Regions from separate parts of the Sus scrofa genome. Here region 2 is linked to region 1. Evidence: chromatin contacts called from public HiChIP or PLAC-seq data. All regions are on one chromosome and are shown on one strand. The core of a region is the stretch at or near the end of the contact, and the rest is flanking DNA. Distances in the headings are between cores, read along the strand shown.

What was found. HiChIP or PLAC-seq counts read pairs in DNA pulled down with a chosen protein or histone mark.
Region 2: an H3K27ac HiChIP or PLAC-seq map of skeletal muscle shows a contact between it and region 1. The contact joins two enhancer-like sites. A contact is called at or near these places in 1 of 47 Hi-C or Micro-C datasets (embryonic fibroblasts) and 2 of 2 datasets of contacts at active chromatin or transcription factors (alveolar macrophages and skeletal muscle).

Annotation. Positions count from the first base shown.
Region 1 is chr13:125,882,259-125,888,492 of Sscrofa11.1, reverse strand. The region is part of intron 2 of LPP (lipoma-preferred partner); the gene reads right to left. Among named protein-coding and RNA genes, the nearest start is that of LPP, 100 kb to the right of the region's middle. Within about 2 kb of position 2,767, at least 12 of the 83 cell types and tissues checked have an H3K27ac peak or open chromatin away from gene starts, as enhancers often do. A contact at or near this core is called in skeletal muscle, where this site is marked.
Region 2 is chr13:126,095,574-126,101,807 of Sscrofa11.1, reverse strand. All of the region lies in intron 4 of LPP (lipoma-preferred partner), which reads right to left. Among named protein-coding and RNA genes, the nearest start is that of MIR28, 180 kb to the left of the region's middle. Within about 2 kb of position 3,442, at least 18 of the 83 cell types and tissues checked have an H3K27ac peak or open chromatin away from gene starts, as enhancers often do. A contact at or near this core is called in skeletal muscle, where this site is marked.

The DNA of each region.
Region 1 (6,234 bases), core at 1,518-4,017:
ATTCCGTGCAGCCTGCCATGATAGAGGGACAGCATGGCGGCAGTCAGCAGTGAATGGCCTCTTGGTCCAGCCAGAACATTCTGACAGGCAGGATTGTGCATGTGCTTAATAGTCACCAAAATAGCTCAGCAAGAGGATGCAGGAAAAAAAAAAAAAAAAAAAACTGCACTCTTTAGAATTGACGTGTTTTTCCTTTTCTCTCTCCATCCATATTTCTATGACCTAGTACAGAGGCATCATTGTAGAAAAGAAAGAGCACTGAACAAGAATTTAGGAGACCTCGGCTGAAGGGTTGATTCCCACTTTTTTTTTTAACATAATCTTGGATAAGTTCTAAACCTCAGTTTTTCTATCAGCAAAATGAGAGGTTGGTTCTTAACAAGAGTGATCGATGCCCTTTGTGTGATTGTGTGTATGTGTGTGTGAGATTGGGAGGTGTCAAAAGAGAGAAAGTGCATTTTGGTTAAAATATGATTTTTTAATCTTGAACACTTTAAAAATGTTATGTAAAGTAGAGCTGAGAACTAGGTTGTGGAGAGTGAGTTCAGTTAAAAAACCTGGGGTCACAAAGCCAAACAGACCTCCACAAATAAAGTGTCAGAGTAGTTACCTGTCAAGGGTGAGATTACAGGTGGTTTTCCTTTTCTTTTATACTTTCCTGTACATTCTAAATTTAAAACAGGAGCACATGTTACTTTTACCAAAATAACCACTATTTTTAATATTAATTTTATTACTAATTAATTCTAATAATAACCAGAATCATATTGCAGGGAATATCGGGAGAGTGCAGCAGCTCAATAACAATGATTGTCATCACTGTCCCCTGGGCTCCCACTCACCCACCCATGGCAGCACTTGGGGCTTCTAGGTGTTTGCACTTTGGCCAGGTTGAACCCAGAAGGGAAGGAGCAGCATCTCAGATTCTTGATCCCTGCACCAAGCACAGTGCTGGCTCCATTCGAAACACTTAGACAGTATGTCCTCAATTAACAAAGGACCTTTCTTGGAACTACTATAGAGGTAAAGCTGATACTATCCAATTATATCTAAAGAAATATTTTTAATCATGAAGCCATGAGTATACATACATTTCATTAAATATATATACATATATATACAAAGAAGGTTTTAAATATTACCACCATTCTTTAAGAACATTACACTTTGAGTGTGAGAGGTCTACATTTATTGAAATTAAAATGTTTTCAAGCCATGTTGTTTAGTGAAAAGGTACATCATAGAAAAGCCTGCAATTACTCATTCATGTAAATATGGGTATGCCTGTATCTATACTACACACACACACACACACACACGCATATATACACATATATACATACACACACAAAAAGAGAGATTTTAAAACGTGTTTTCCAAAACTTCAACAATAATTTTCACTAAAGAATGAATTTGGAGAGATTTCTATTCTCTTCTTCGTACTTTTCTTCATTGTTCGAATTTTCTCTGGTGCTCAGAAAACATTTTCTAAAAAAATAATAAAACTACTTAAAAATAAAAGTGAACAAGATAAAAACTTAAAAAGAGAGAAAAAATAAAAATAAAACCACACCCACCAGCCCATGCATTTGCCCAAACATGCTTTCTAAACACAAATCTTACTTCCCCAACAGCTTCATCTGGTATACACACAATACACTGTGAGAGGGGGTCCCTCAATCTTTAAAATTACCCCCTCCTCTTTTTGCATAACTAGTAAAAATCCATTACTGTGGGTGAAAATATTGCAAGGACAATGGACTGTACACCAAGATGAAGTGATTGCTGTAGGCTCAGAGCATCTTCCAATAAAGGAGCAAGAGCCATGGAGGCCTCTCATAGGACGTGTTTCCAGCCCCTCTCACTGCCCTTAGCCAGGCCTGCCACCTGGCCCCCTCCAGTGGCCACCCCAAAATCTCACCACCATACTCCAGACACACTGTCTTACGAAACACTGGCTTCATCCAATGTCATCTATGTGGCTGTTGTTGAGACAGTTGTTTAAAAAAAAAAAAAAAAGAGTACAAGCACTTGTAAATGTACAGTGCTCAACCACAGTGCAGCCAGTGAAGACCTTCTTGAGCTGTACCAATGGTGGCAATATCTATTTTGGTTTAGTTTCAGTAATGATGATGATGATAAAAACAGCCCACATAATAACAACTATAGCCCACCCACTGGACACACCGAACCTGACACAAGTTATAAAAAATACAAAAAAGCAAGCTCTGGGAGTTCTGGTCATGGCTCAGTGGTAACGAACCCAACTAGGATCTAAAAGAATATGGGTTCAATGCCTGGCCTTGCTCAGTGGGTTAAGCTGTGAGCTGTGGTCGAAGACATGGCTCAGATCCCACATTGCTGTGCCTGTGGTGTAGGCCAGCAGCCGTAGCTCCTATTGTACCCCTAGCCTGGGAACTTCTGTAAGCAGCAGGTATGGCCCTAAAAAGCCAAAAGGAAAAAAAAAAAAAAAAAAAAGCAAACTCTCTCCTCCAAATACAGCACCCTGCATTATCATGTACTGTTAAAATAGAACAGGTTTTATTAATAATAAGAGAAGGTATTAGAGGTGGTTTTTATTTTCTTCTTTAGCCCTCTGAAATTTCCAATTTTCCTGCATGAGAACGCATTGCTTTTATACTTTAAAAGGGGGGAGGGGAGTGGTCATTTTAAAAGACACGTAAACAACCACTGCCATAAATAAGCCAAGGCTCTTCTTTCACAGAGTTTAAACATGAGCCTTCCTCGCCAGGGAGCCTGCAGGGGATATTCTGTAACTAGGTCACCGGATTTCACTCCATCACAGTAGACCTCTCCAAATGTTCACCAAAGCTACCAACATCTCTTGAGGTTAATTTTTGACAACTGCTGAATTGAGCTAAAAGTAACACATTTATTCAAAAAACATTTAGGGAATGCCTCCAATATTCTTGGCACCGCAGGAGACATCAGAATTGGGGCTGCCCCACCCTCTAGAAGCTTACAGAGGGGAAGAATTACACACACGCATAAATAAGAATAGCTCAAGGTACAATGCGACAAGTTCTAAAAGTGTTCCCACTCAAAGCAGTGTGGGGTTCTAGGAAAGAAAAGGTTATTTCTAGCCACTGGGATGAGGGACAGAGGTAATGTTTCACCAGGGTAAGAAGGGAACAAAGGCTGGGATCAGGCAGATCCTGGCCCAGGGTACAGTTCAGCTGGCTGGAGCCCAGGGACAGTAAAGAGTGGCCTTAATTCTAGAGAGAAAGACTGGCATCAGATGATGGAAAGAACTCAGAGTGCCAGGCTGAGAGTCTGGGTATACTTCCACCAAAGCAAGATGGAGTCCCTCTGTATGTGTACTGTGTACATAGTCATCTCCTCAATTGAAACCATTCTCTTCCATGTAGTAGTAAATTAAGTCAGTGAACAAAAAGTAACGAGGCTATAAACATATATCCAACTAGTGTAAATAAGCCACAATAGGCTCAGGAGTAAAATTGTTGGATGTGACTATGAATACACCAAACTAGAAAACACACTACTTCAATGCTGAAAATCTGGTATGGGGGCAGGAGGGTGATGAAGGGAGAATGAATTAGGAAGGAAGATAGCAAAACCAAAGTTCTTTCTTTTGGTTGCTCCCAATGATCCTAACCAAAGTGGCTCATTCCCATCCTAACGCCACTGATATCAGCATCTATATCCATTCCTGTAGCACCCTCTCCAAAGTCAAAGACACCTCAAAAAAGGCACGAATATTTTTGGTGTGTAAATTCTGCCTCTTGATAGAATAAGACTGAGGGTTCGCTGGGATCAGAAGAAGGTATACATATCAACGAAAGACTAAAGAGAGAGCTTTTCTGTCATTAAAGCACTGATTATGGCTGAACATTGGAATCCTCTGAAATGCTTTTTTTTTTTTTTTTTTAATGCTGAGACCTAGGGTCCCATCCCCACCCATTTAAATCAGAATATCTAGAAGGCAGGACCCAGGGATGGTTATAATTAAAATCTCCCCAGGTGATTTTACTGTGCAGCCAGGACTGGGAGTCATTGCTAAAAGTCTGGATAAAATGCTCGCAGGAAAGCAAGACAGCAAATAAAAGAACTGACTGTTCAGCTCAAGCAGTGCAGTATTCCCAATCACACACCAGCTCCTTTTCAAGGCTTCCTTCCCTGTGGTTGGGGAGTTCAGAGTGAGCTTTTTATAGAGGGGTGTGATTTTTCCCCTTTTTCTGTCTGCAGATGCCACAAGAGGGTCTTCTGCATCACGTAATCAATGAAGGTGTGTCCCCATATCAGAATACAAGTCAAGGGACACCTGGGCAGCAGGAGCCAGCACTGGCCCATGCAAAGTTTTTCCCACCAATAGGACAGGGGAAGGAAGAGCATAGGGATCTCAGTTTCCAGCCTTCAATGTTGAGGCAATATGGAAGTATATAGGTAGGGTACAGGCTTTGCTACTAAGTAAATGCTGATTCTGCCACTTTCTACAAGAACTTAAGCAAGTCCTTTCATGTCTCCGAGCCTACATTTCCTTATTTGCAAAGTGGGAATTAAAATATACGCCTTGCACATTGTTTTTCTTCTAAGATTAAAAATGATATGTGGATGTAGGCTGGTACATACTAGATGCTCACTAAATGATAATGAATACATTATTATCATTACTGAGCAAATAAACCAACTTGAAATTGCCTCCAAAATTGCATTCTGTGGTCACACAATGAACTTAAAGACACAAATAAGAAATATATGTGGTAGATAATCAATTTCATCTCATAAACCGAGAACAAGTCTTATTGACAGTTCCAGTGTCAACTCAAAACCAGCCAGTTTAAACCTAGATGTTAATTTACTGCCCTCAGTCATTTTTGTCAGCAAACACAAACTGGCTTGAACTTCAACCGTCATTAAGACTTGCCTGTCCTCTATTCAGCCCTCATCACACAAGAAAATGACAAAGCTAAAAGGTCTCTGGTGGTGAAATGACCATCAGCCTCACTCTGCAAGGTAAGAGAGGAAACCAAGGCTAGCTGGGGACACAGAGCACATCACATCAGGAGATGTCCATCATCAAGAAGGTGGTCAATTTTAATTACTTAGAGGCGACTGAAGTTCAGAATAGAACTATAAACACACCCTAATTAATAAGCTTACCAATACTTATCCTAATAAGAGAGGGAGTATGGAAATTAAATGCTTTACTCTGTGCCAGCGGCAGCTCTAGAGTTGGGACTAAAAGCCAGGTCTGGAGGATTCCAAGAACCAAGATGGAGAAGGAATCAAATGCTCAGCCTCCACACATCACCTGGACAACTAAAGCCCTTCACTTCTCTAACGCACAGGTTCCTTCTCTTTAATAAGGGACTAACTTCCCTAATGATCACTGGAAAACGATCACTGACTCAGGTTCAGTCCCTGGCCAAGGAATTTCCACATGCCACAAAGAAAAAAAAAAAAAAAATTAAAGAATTCTTAAATAGGACTTTTCTGGAAAGATTCATAACCCTAAGTAAAATTAAATAATTAAACTTAAAAATAGTTCTTGGAGTTCCTGTCATGGCGCAGTGGAAACGAATCCAACTAGGAACCATGAGGTTGTGGGTTTGATCCCTAGCCTTGCTCATTGGGTTAAGGATCTGGCGTTGCCGTGAGCTGTGGTGTCAGTTGCAGACGTGGCTCAGATCTAGCGTTGCTATTGCTCTGGCGTAGGTGGGCAGCTATAGCTCTGATTAGACCCCTAGCCTGGGAACCTCCATATGCCGTAGGTGAGGCCCTAAAAAGACAAAAGACAAAAAAAATAATAATAATTCTTAATAGTCATTTTTTTAATTACAAATGCACACACCAACCACTCCTATAACGATTAGGAATTACAAAATAATTTCATCTTATAATAATGCCTCTATTGGAGTTCCTATTGTGGCACAGCAGAAACGAATCCAACTAGTATCCATGAGGATGTGGATTCAATCCCTGGCCTTGCTCAGTGGGTTGGGGATCCAGCACTGCCATGAGCTATGGTGTAGGTTGCAGATACAGCTCAGATCCTGCAGTGCTGTGGCTGTGGTGTAGGCCAGCAGCTATAGCTCCAATTTGACCCCTAGCCTGGGAACTTCCATATGCTGAGGGTGCAGCTCTAAAAAGAAAAAGAAAAAGAAAAAGAAAAAAAAAAAAAAGAGTGCCTCTATTACAATTTTTATAAACACATTAGCTAAGAAAGAACATGACATTCTTCTCAGTTATCAA
Region 2 (6,234 bases), core at 2,193-4,692, 210 kb before region 1:
TCCAAATGCTAACTATTGCATTAGAGGGCTTGGTTTGTCCACAAATAACCACATTATAGGGCTGCATACAGTCAGGCAAGTATTAAAATATATGAAACACAAGATGCCAGAGTGAAAAATAGAGAAATCAGAGAGTGGAGTGCTGCATGGATGCAATGAGAATTAAGAAGATCTTGGAGGGAGAAAAAGTATGTAAGATATTTACCACATGAATATAAAAATATTAAAGGAACACTGCAATGTGCACAGCACTTGGCTAATACAAGTGCTCTTTCAGGTAAAAAGAGATGAAGTTCAGAGTTGGAGGGTCAGCTGTGGTCAGATTATGCAGGTGTGCAAACCCTAAACACAGAAGGAGCCTGACTGGTATCCAGGGTACAGATATCCAAAGGATAAATGTGGTCCCCAAGGCCGAAGTAGTGAGTAGGGAGGGGTGGTTGTATTGTGGGACATAGTGCTGATGGGGGAATAAACACGTGGTATGAATAACATATATTTCAGGCCATGCACAGATAATTACATTAAAGACACTCCCAGGAGGAATTTCTATTTTTTATGAAAAAGGTGCCATTGATAAAAAGTGAGTATAGGACTAATAGCAAAAAGTTGAATTTGCCTTAATCAGAAATAAATGTGAATCCACAAGACAACAAGCATTTCTGCCTTCAACCCCTGGAACACAAATTAACTGGTGCTACGAGAAGACTGTATTTCCCCAGGTAGAGGCTCAAGCAGCCAAAGGAGGCAAAAGATGATGCTGGCTCCAGCCTCACTGTTCTTATCTCCACCGAAAAAGCCTTCCATTGTGCCACAATTCTGCTCAGGCCCCTTTTGAGGCTTTCCTGAGAAATGCTTCCTATTCATAGAAAAGGTAGAGTCAAGCAATAATCAAATGGCTACTATTTACTTAGCAATAGTTCAATACTTAGTCTATATTAAAGAACCAGGACAAATAACAAAGAAATAACGAAAAACTGAATTTGTTATTTTTACCACCCCTGCCCTCACTATACATATTCCATCATGAACTTTTTTCTTTATGATAAATTCCACTTAAACCAGTTCCAGAGGCTCTGTCCCCAACTGTGGTTCAAAGCAGAATCTGGGTGTCTACTTGGATTTAGGCCCAAAGGATTTATAGCAGTGCAACATCACACCAAGTCATATCTCCTCTCAGCATTAGTCCTGCATATGAAATAGAAGAATAAGAATACAAACTGCAAAGGGATACTCTGAAAACAAAGTGGGCTGAGGTCTTGGGAACAACATGTCCAATAGAACACTAAGGGTACAGAAGGTCTTAGTGTGTTCTGTAAATGAGAGGATTGCAGGATTATACTAAGTGAGCTGAGACCCTACAGATATTAAGTAACAAGTCTTGGTCTCAGGATGAGGCTAGAGTTGAGTGGCTAAAGATAGGTCCTATCCTATAAGAAAGAAAAGGCTGAGGTTTGAAGGAAAGCTGAGCCTCCTCTGGGGACAGAAGCACCTCAGACCCCCATTAAAAGGGAAAATCCTGGAGTTCCTGCCGTGGCGCAGCGGTTAACAAATCTGACTAGGAACCATGAGGTTGCGGGTTCGATCCCTGGCCTTGCTCAATGGGTTAAGGATCCGGCATTGCCGTGAGCTGTGGTGTAGGTCGCAGACGCGACTCGGATCCCGAGTTGCTATGGGTCTGGCGTAGGCCGGCGGCTACAGCTCTGATTAGATCCCTAGTCTGGGAACCTCCATATGCCGCGGGAGCGGCCCTAGAAATGGCAAAAAGACCAAAAAAAAAAAAAAAAGGGAAAATCCTTAGCCCCCCACCCACCTTTCCAGATTTACCAAATCTGAACCTTTGGGAGCAGGGCCTAGTGATCTGCATTTAACAAACCCTTTGCAAGCCTCACCCGAATTCTTTCCCATACTTGATTTGAAATCTGCTGGCCTGGAATTTGGATATCAGGTGCTAATGCAAGTGCTAACAATAACCAGAATGATTTAATTAAAATCCCACAACTCTGAACACATTTAAGGAGAGCTCTTTACTAATGTATTCTAACCCAGTTCCCAGGGACAGGGAAAAGACTTTTCTCTCATTTGACAGTTTCACATTCTCACCCACGGTGCCAACAGAGCAAACACAATCCACTTCACTTGTCCTCATCTGTACAAATGGCAACCACATTTACCACCCTGAAGGGGTGCTGTGACTTTCCATTTTACTAGTGTTTATAAAGTCTTCTGATAAATCAACTGTAAGTTGGCATTATTCATAGCACCCTGTTGGAGATTAATACATATTCAATTAAAAAACATTGACAACAATACAGCAATATCCACAAATTAGCATTCATTACAGCAATGTATTATTCTCACCCTACCATCACAATTTTATATAAGTAGAGTTGTTTATATCTGGAGACTGTATAGTCCCTCTCCTTAATGAGGCGTAATCTTTTCTCTACGGTATCAACATTTCCTTTAGTAAGGTTCACATTGCACTTAGCTCAGAGTTCTCACTTTTCAGAGGAACTTCCTATTTGGTAAACACTAGGATAGGAAGCAAATATCTCTTTACTGAAGAAAGTCACGATCCTGAAAAGTATCTCAGACTCCTCCATTTGTCATTCCTTCCTCTTTCCCAATGACTCTGGACTCTAGCCAACCTTCACCATGGTCATGGCCATCACCCTAATGCAGGGTCTGGTCTGCCTCAATTCATACAGTAGACTCCAAACCACCCTACCATTGCCTCTTCTGACCAAGGCCTGCTCTGTTATAGAAAATCCATCTAAATAGAGACCAGGTGGGAGTTCCCATTGTGGCTCAGTGGTAACAACCCCAACTAGTATCCATGAGGACACAGGTTCAATCCCTGACCTCACTCAGTGGGTTAAGGATCTGGTGTTGCCATGAGTGGTGGTGTAGGTTGCAGATGCTGCTCAGATCCTGCGTGGTTGTGGTGTAGGCTGGCAGCTGCAGCTCTGATTCGACCCCTAGCCTGGGAACTTCCAAATGCTGCACATGCGGTGCTAAAGAAAGAAAAAAAGAAAAGAACAATAGAATAAAATAAATAGAGACCAGGTGTTTATCCTGTCTTTCATAAGATTCTTTACTGTTCTCTTATGAGAACTAACACAGTCTCAGATTAGAAAAATCCCCAAAATGTCATCTAAACAGCTAAAGAGAAGCAATTTACATATTTGAATTGGGGGAGTGGCTGTTAGGCACTCAGGGAAAGAAGAGCTGAGACTCAGGCAGGAGCAACAGTTTAAGCAAAGGGCTGTGACACTAGGTGTCTCTATCTATATAGTTCAGGATTCAGTTTTCTCCAGGGGCACCATCTGGTAGGTGGCTAAGACTCCACTGACGGAGGAATTCACCCTCCCCTCCCCCAGCCTTCCCTGGCCTCTCTCTCAGGCACCAGAGCACATTGTGCTGTACTTGGTTTTGCTGACTGCAGTTTCCTCCTCTGCATGAGCCTTTGACATGCATAGTTGAGGTTGAGGAATCTGTGCCTAGTGGGTTTGAGGTTTCATCAAGAGGAAAAGAAGGAACTTACGTGATTTCACTAAGTAACTATTTTCACTACAAAAAATTCCCATATTTATTTTTTCCCTGTTTGAAATGGTACTAAGGAAACACATGCCAGACTGCCATGAACAGGACTGTACTTTTCAAACAGTAGCAAGGGCTAAAAATAGAAAAGCTTGATTTCCTCAAGATGTATATAACTTCCTCTCCCATTTGCTTTCCCCACCACACTGAACCAAGGCACAGCAGTGTACATGTTGGACCCTTTGTATGTTTACAACAGTATTAAAAGCATCAAAAGGGTGATAAGCCCATGTATAATCCATACTCCATAGATGTTTCCAGAGAATTCTTATGGCCAAAACAAGGAATGAATCAAAAATCCACAACTATCAACCACATATCCCTTAATGAGGTTAAAGACTATGGGTGATGGAGGAATGTGAGCTGTAATCCAGCCTTCAAACAGTTTCTAAAAGGGGAATAAACAAGAGGATAATTGAAAACATTCAAACCTGTAAGTCCAGAAACCTCCATCTGGGGTTGAGGCCAGCTCTCCTACCAAATGTGTCATCTGGGGCAGCTGACTTAAGAAATCTAGGTATCCATTTCTGCATCACAGGAAAGATGAGCTGGATTATGAGCCTTTAAAAGGTGAGGCTCTACAATTCGTGATGTTAAGTGATTTCTATAGGTCTCCCCTATGGCATATTTTGATTCTGGCTTTATGATATATAGTTTGTAGTTACATAGCATAATTAAATCAGTCCCAAAAAAGGCATATATTCAGTGGCAGGAAAATGAAACGTAATTAACTGATTTATACATTAACTAATACATTGTAGCCTTTACTATGAACCAGATACTACTGGATACTCTAAATTCTTTACCTTAATTAATCTTCAAAATGACTTTCTAAGCTATTGTTCCCATTTTTCATGTGAAGATGGAACACAACTGATAAGTAATAGAGTAGGGCTTCCTGGCACTATACCAAACCACCCTGTCAATAGGGTCTGGAAGCAAAGAAGGGAGAGATCAGGATGAGCTGGTGGTATTAGAGGGTATGGATCAAGCTTTAAAAAAATGGGGAGTATTTCTCATCAGCTGAGAGATGAGGATGCTTCAGGGAGCAAGAAACACACAAGGGAAATTAACTCGGCATGAGAAGTTGACAATGAGGACATTGGTCTCACAAAAGAGAAGACAGAAAGAGCACAGTGGGAGGTGAAGTGTGTTTAAAGGTCTTGGAGTACTCTGAAAATCAACCAAGAGGGGAAATTTAATGTAGCAGTCAGCAAAAAGCCATAGGATGAAAATAAAAATTTTTGAAGACTAATTGGGTTAGCGAAGTACAGCTGAAGGAGGGGAGGGACCCATAAAGCAATGAGTTCTATTGTGAGATGGAGAAGGAATGAGATAGGATATCATACTGGGAAATGAAGAGACTAGAACAAACCTGAAACTCATTTTGAACAAATACATACAGATAGATAGATGACAGATAAATAGACAGACAGACAGATAGACAGATAGACAGCTCAGATGTTGGTGATAGATAATATTTTAAAAGTAAGACATATTAATAATGACCACAGATTTTAGAATTTAAGAGACAATGAAATACCTCTAATAGAATGAAAGTTTTGGGGGAAGAGGATGAGTAGAATTTGTGGACATGTTGAATGCAAAGAAGGTGAAGGTCTTCCCTGTGGAAAGATTTTCTATGAATAAATGGCACAAACATTGTCAAAGGAAGACATAGTGCCAAGAATCATAACTAACCAGTTCAAGCCATTGAGTAGACAGGGATCGAAGTTGACTCTATGAAAGTTGGGACTTCTACAGAGAGAAGACAGAAGGTCAAAAGGGAGAAGACTGAGTGGCTACCTAAAAAATTAGGGACAGAAAAAAAGAACAGGGTTCTGAGAGAACAGTTTCAGATCTAGCAGAGGAAACGTGGAAGTTCATTTTTAGTGAAAATTGGTGGAAGAAGGAGGTTCAAACCATTAAAAGTGTTTCCTGCCTAACAGAGGTAGAAGAACTTGTCAGAAAAAGGGCAGTCATTGGAGAATCAGGGGAGGTGGCAGAAACATGCAAGAACCATTTCAACAGAGTTGAAATGACTTAAGTTCATGATAATCTGGGGTTTAAATCCCAGTTTAGGGAAAGAAACAGGGTGGGAGAAGGAAAGGGCGAAAATTTCACTGACAGAATCTATAATAACAGAATTACTTCTTGGTAGTAGTCACCAGGCCCCAAACTGGTTTCTATCTCCACTGGATCAGAAGAGAATTAAAGTGACACTGTATGGCTTTCAATGAGCTAAAAGGAAATGATAACAATCCAACAGGCACATTTCAACTTAAGAAAATGGCTTGTTGGAAAATGAAAATAAAAATGGTGAAGTCTCCTAGATGTGCACAGTAAATACTCTTCTGGTGCACTATTTTTTATTTAAGTGTTTCATCATCTCTCAATGGAATATCTGAGCCTGAGCCAGGCAGGTCCTCTGTGAAGTTCTGAGGCAGGTCATATGAAGTCAGGATCTTGACTCTCAAGTCCCCATATCATAGTTAGCTATGGCTTGAATCCTCATATCTCTGTCCAGGGGAAAGTTGCTATTCTCTTTTTCAATATACATCATACATCCAATATACCATTGAAAGCCATGGAATTACTTATTGCTCTAAATAGAGAATTCATAATAGAATAGAA